Linked DNA regions of Mus musculus: region 2 is linked to region 1. A link is a contact called in public Hi-C data. All regions are on one chromosome and are shown on one strand. Each heading gives the region's core, a stretch centred on a gene start, on an enhancer-like site or on the middle of the called end of the contact. The rest is flanking DNA. Distances are from core to core; before and after follow the strand shown. Region 1 has its middle 41 kb from the start of 1700063O14Rik. Region 2 has its middle 20 kb from the start of Uso1.

Region 1 (2,982 bases), core at 226-2,725:
CTAGGCCCCGGCCTAGTCTCACAAGAGACAGCTATATCAGGGTCCTTTCAGCAAACTCTTGCTAGTGTATGCAATGGTGTCATCGTTTGGAGGCTAATTATGGGATGGATCCCTGGATATGGCAGTCTCTAGATGGTCCATCCTTTTGTCTCAGCTCCAAACTTTGTCTCTGTAACTCCTTCCATGGGTGATTGTTTCCAATTCTAAGAAGGGGCAAAGTGTCCACACTTTGGTCTTTGTTCTTCTTCAGTTTCATGTGTTTTACAAATTGTCTCTTATATCTCAGATATACTAAGTTTCTGGGCTAATATCTACTTATCAGTGAGTACATATCATTTGAGTTCTTTTGTGATTGTGTTACCTCACTCAGGATGATGCCCTCCAGGTCCAACTATTTGCCTAGGAATTTCATAAATTCATTCTTTTTAATAGCTGAGTAGTACTCCATTGTGTAAATGTACCACATTTTTTGTATCCATTCTTCTGTTGAGGGGCATCTGACCAAATTTCTTAAAACTTACAAAATCTCCAAGGTACTGTTTCACAGATAATTCTTGTTTAAAACAGTCACAACTTGCTAAAAGTTTTATGCAAAATCTTGGTTCATAAATAAAATAGAGGGAAAAAAAACCCCACCAAATAGCAAAAGATCACCAACAACCAAGAGAGAATTATTATTATCCTTAAGTAAGTGTTGACAGCAGTAAGAATCAGCAACTAATCATGAAAGTTCACCACAGCCCTGCCAGGCCCCACTGATTGGGAGGCCTGGGCACCTGGATTTGGTCCAGGTAGGAAATCAGATGTCCCTGCTACGGAGACTTCACTCTGTCTTGCTTAGTTTGTTCATGTTTCTGATGTGCACAGAAGTCAAAGGAAGGAAGGCATTTTGCTTTCTTATGTGCAGAGACTCAGCATCCAGGTACCAAATTCTGTCACAAGTGTGACTCTGAGCAGCATACCCACAACTTGGCTGTGGGGGCTTCCTTCCTCTGGAGAGTGTCAGTATCTGTGGTGCCCCGTAATGGGTCTTATTGGATCCATTATCCAATAAGACCCATTGTCCTTGTGCCCATTCCACGTCTTTGAATGTAGGCTGAGGCTTAGATGATTAATTATTTAATAAGTTGTATAATATGGCACCGGTGTCTGAAATCCCTTAATCCTGTAGAGTTTTATGAAGCTGTGGAAATACAAGACAGAGAAAAGAAAATCCCCTCTGAGTTATGTGGGGGTGGGGTTGGGGGGAAGGCAAGTCTGGAGGCTCTGGGAGCCTGCAGAGGAAGAGACAGGCTAACATGCGATGGCTTGCGGGGGAGGACTAGGTGTCTGATCTCACTCTCAGAGTAGACATGTAAGAACAGCTGTGGTGTGCCAGCATCAAAGGCCACAGGCAGAGTGGTGACTAGACCCACACTGGGAATGTCACGGTACTAATGAGTTCCACTCACTCCTAAAAATATTCATCAGCTTTGGGAAGAAGCTGAGCTGTTTGACCCTCTTCTTCCATCACTGCCGGAGCCCTGCATTTGATCCTCTGGGAAGGGCATGGCAGTTCCCACGCTGGGGGAATGAGCCTGGGGAAGTGGGCTTCAGAGGCTTCTGCATGCCTCAGTGTCTGCTTGTGCCCCTCCCCCCTCCCCCAAGCTCCTGTCTGTGGTCTCAGGCTCTTCAGAGCAACAGGCCATGTTCTGCCTGCATGGTTCACTCTCCGAAGAATAACCTAAGTCATAGCTCCAACCAGGAGGCAGAGATAATTTGCTCGCTTCCATATTCTAGGTATGTGAGGAAACACTGCTCAGGCTCAGTATCTATACATGTCAGAGTTGTTTCGGTTGGGAGTCCCAAGCCCAACTCAGACTGTCATAAGAAAAAGCAGGGATGTGTTGTTTAATTTAGCACAGGATCCCAGGGAAACTTTAATTTTAGTTAAGACTAAACCGAGAGGTAAAAATAGTTTGGCTAAGGAGGGATGATAAGAGCTGGACGATAGCCAGGAAAAATGAAGAGAAACCCGTCAGTGTCTCCCATGTTTTATTGAGTGACGACAGCTCTGATTTTTTTCTTTTTCTTTTGGAACAGAGTTTTTAGTATGTAACCCAGGCTGGCATGGAACTCATAATCTTCCTGCATCTAACTTCCAAGTGCTGGGGTAACTAGTGTGTGTCACCATGCCTGGCTCAGACTATCGTTTTCAGCGCCATCAGAGATCCACATAAGAATACAAGTGCTAGGCTTTGCAGACGCCACTGTCGCTTTTCGCCGCTTGCTGCAGCCATGGTCAACCCCACCGTGTTCTTTGACATCACTGCTGATGATGACGAGCCCTTGGGCCTCGTCTCCTTCAAGCTGTTTGCAGACAAAGTTCCAAAGACAGCAGGAAACTTTCGAGCTCTGAGCACTGGAGAGAAAGGATTTGGCTATAAGGGTTCCTCCTTTCACAGAATTATTCCAGGATTCATGTGCCAGGGTGGTGACTTTACACGCCATAATGGCACTGGCGGCAGGTCCATCTATGGAGAGAGATTTGAGGATGAGGACTTCATCCTGAAGCATACAGGTCCTGACATCTTGTCCATGGCAAAAGCTGGACCAAACACAAACGATTCCCAGTTTTTTATCTGCACTGCCAAGACTGAATGGCTGGATGGCAAGCATGTGGTCTTTGGGAAGGTGAAAGAAAGCATGAACATTGTGGACGCCATGGAGCGTTTTGGGTCCAGGAATGGCAAGACCAGCAAGAAGATCACCATTTCTGACTGTGGACAACTCTAATTTCTTTTGACGTGCGGGCGTTTTACCCATCAAACCATTCCTTCTGTAGCTCAGGAGAGCGTCCCTACCCCATCTGCTCGCAATGTCCTGTCATCTCTGCTCTCACTGAAGTTCTTTGGGTTCCATATTTTCCTCATTTCCCCTTCAAGTCTAGCTGGATTGCAAAGTTAAGTTTATGATTATGAATAAAAACTAAATAAGAAAAAA
Region 2 (2,982 bases), core at 357-2,856, 310 kb before region 1:
TCTCATTATAGATGATTGTGAGCCACCATGTGGTTGCTGGGAATTGAACTCAGAACCTCTGGAAGAGCAGTCCGTGCTCTTAACCGCTGAGCCTTCTGTCCAGCCCTAATCTGATGTATCTATCGTACAGTGAACATGTTTTGGACTCATCAGTTTTATGTGAATGCAGTACTAATTGGTATCATTTCTAGTTACTCCTGACTTCTGTCCTGAGCTCTTCATGTAGACTGCCTCCCTCAGCTGCCCCAACTTACCTGCTTTCTCCTTTTCTGTCTATTTCTTTGTGTTTTGAGACAAGGTGTCACTGTGGTCCAGCCTGGATGGGAATTCTTTTGTAGGCCTTAAGATTGTGATAATCCTCATGTGTCAGCTTCCTAAGTGCTGGAATGATAATTATGAGCCACTATGTCTGGCTTCATCTTTGACATGTTGTTTTCTGGGAACTGAGGATCAAACATGTGCTTCCCACATCCCAGGCAATTACTATACCAGTGAGCTGTGTCTGTAGCCCTCAGCCCTTTTCATGGAGAAGGAAATGATTGAAGAAGGGCAGTAAGTAACTGTGACAGGTGACAGAGCACAAGGACCAAGGTTTGATGGGGGATTTCTCCATCTGGCCTGCACCCTGTTCCCCACCCCCTTGCTTTTCCACTTCAGCCTCTAGTTATTGGCTGCTTCCAATGACCATCTTCACTTCACTTACTTTCCCAGCTAAACTATCATCTTTGTGAAATGGGAGAACTAACCAGTAGGATCAGGGATCCACCTAGACAGAGAATTTCCTCAGTTGTCTCTATAGTGTCTCAGAGCTAAGTGACCATGCCAGAACCCTTGGGAACAAGGAGAGATTGAGACTGACTTCCTGCCCTCTTGGTCTCTCAAGTTGGGTTTTCCAGTGGCCTAAAGCTTAGCCCAGACCAGCTCTTTTGAGCTGTCATTCATATAAGCTGTCTTAAAAGAGAAGTAGCAGGCTGTGCATCACACTTAGCCCAAGGCCAGCATATGCTGAGATGTTCAATACAGCTTTGCTTTTACTTTCCCATACAGACTACCTCAGCTACTTTTAGCTTAAAACTGAAGCCAGAGGTCATCAGAGCTGATTTGTTTTTTCCTCAAGTTCGAATCCAGGGTGAGGTGACAGAACTGCAGTACATTGTGACTAATAGGTTGGAAGCCCATGGGACAGATGACACTGACAAAAGAAAGAGTGAACAGTAAAAAGGAACCTTCACATTTTAAATAAAAATGAAACGACACGCTTCAACTTTGTAGAAATGATTCCCACAGTCTGTGCTTGTGTCCACCCGAGCATGCCCAATCACATATGATCTTGGAAGCTAGGCAGGCTCCGGCTTAGTTAGTACTAGGATGGGAGACCATCCCCATGGAGGGCATAACCTGGACCATAATATTAAGTGATTCCATTCTGGCAGATGTCTGTTCCCTCTCCTGCCATTTGTCTTACGTTGACTGCTGCTCTTTCATGTTGGCCTCTGGGAGGCACTGTTTCCCCTCTAAATGTGGACCAGAAGGCAAGACTCAGCAATCACAGTGCTGGGCTCTGGCTGCTAGACTTGAACCAGAGCAGCTGTGAATGACGTCACTGTTGGTCATCTGCTGTACACGCCAGGTTCATCTTCGGCTTGCGAGGAGTGTCTCTTGTTGACCGTTACTGGACTTTGTGAAGACTGGCTTTTTATTCCTGTCATGTAAAAGTCATTTGCCAGCCGTGTTGCTAAGGGCTGTCGTAAAATTTCTCAACCAAGTCCAGAGAGGGAGATAGCTAGTGTTCTAGCTTGCTTTTCCATTGCTGTAATCAGCACCTTGACTTCTGAGGGAAGCCAAGGCAGGAGAACCTGGAGGCCGGAACTGAAATACAAACCTGTGTACTGGTCTTTCCCCTCTGGCTTGCTCAGTTCATACCTTTCTTATATAACCCAAGCCCACCTGCCCAAAGATGTTACTGTCTCTGGTGGTCTGGGCTCTTCTACGGGGATTAGCAATTAAGCAAATGTCCCACAGACATGCTCACAGGCCAGTAATTTTAAAATTGAGTTTCTCTTTTGCAGGGTATGGCTAAATTTGGGTCAAATTGATAAAAACTGTCTATAACAGGTAGATAGCTGATTCCTCAAGACTCAGCCAAGGGACAAGGCACGGGAAACAGTCTTCACGGCCTTCCCAAGGGTTCCAGGGCCTTTAGTGTTTTGGTTTGAAGTAGAAAGGGATGCTTTCTTCCTTTCAGGGAAACTGTGGCAGTCCTGACCCCTCAGTAAATGAGGCTTGGCTTGCGTATACATTCGAATTTACTATGAAGTAAATTTGTATCTCACTCATACACTTGCTGGAAAGCAGCCAGTAGTCGCAGTAAAATTCAATTAGCTAATTCGTTAAATTAGAATGTTTACATTTTTATTTTCAAGATTCAGCATTTAGTGTAGGATCCCAGATCTTCCTTCACTCAACTCAGTTGTGCTCCGAACAAATTCGGATTTAACGGATGTTTGGCAGGACTAAGGCCCAATCTTCCGTTTTAAAAACTTGGTTCATTAAACCTTAGTTTATAATGAATCCTAACACTAATGAATCTTTATAAAGAAGCTAGGAAAGGCTTCTCATTCGTCGGTTTCCTAATGGCTTTCTTTGATCTAACCTGTGTCAATGTGTTGTTTCTTCTGGGATCAGAGTCTGTATCATTGTGTCTGTCTTTTATTACATTTTTCTCCAATAAAAAGTTATACTTAGTTACTGGGCTTTTGTTAAGTCTTTATTTGTGTGTGTGGTCTGTGTGTACGTATTAGCGTGGGTGTTTACACATGCTAAAGGTAGACTTAGGTTATCTTTTAACCTGTTGCTTTCTACTGATTTCTTTGTTTGTTTGTTTGTTTGGTTGGTTGTTTTTTGAGAAAGGGTTTCTCTGTGTAGCCCTGGCTGCCCTGGAACTCACTCTGTAGACCAGGCTGGCCCTTGAACTCAGAGATC

What was found. A called contact is a pair of places that touch in the nucleus more often than the background predicts.
Region 2: a contact with region 1 is called in a Hi-C map of muscle stem cells, with 3 times the contacts expected there. The contact joins two enhancer-like sites. A contact is called at or near these places in 3 of 484 Hi-C or Micro-C datasets (the G1E-ER4 cell line, embryonic stem cells and muscle stem cells) and 1 of 9 other capture datasets (embryonic stem cells).

The regions. Positions count from the first base shown.
Region 1 is chr5:91,806,369-91,809,350 of GRCm38.p6, reverse strand. It overlaps the pseudogene Gm5558. Among named protein-coding and RNA genes, the nearest start is that of 1700063O14Rik, 41 kb to the right of the region's middle. Within about 2 kb of position 1,475, at least 24 of the 459 cell types and tissues checked have an H3K27ac peak or open chromatin away from gene starts, as enhancers often do. A contact at or near this core is called in muscle stem cells, where this site is marked.
Region 2 is chr5:92,116,600-92,119,581 of GRCm38.p6, reverse strand. It overlaps a transcript of G3bp2 not described here. Among named protein-coding and RNA genes, the nearest start is that of Uso1, 20 kb to the left of the region's middle. Within about 2 kb of position 1,606, at least 76 of the 459 cell types and tissues checked have an H3K27ac peak or open chromatin away from gene starts, as enhancers often do. A contact at or near this core is called in muscle stem cells, where this site is marked.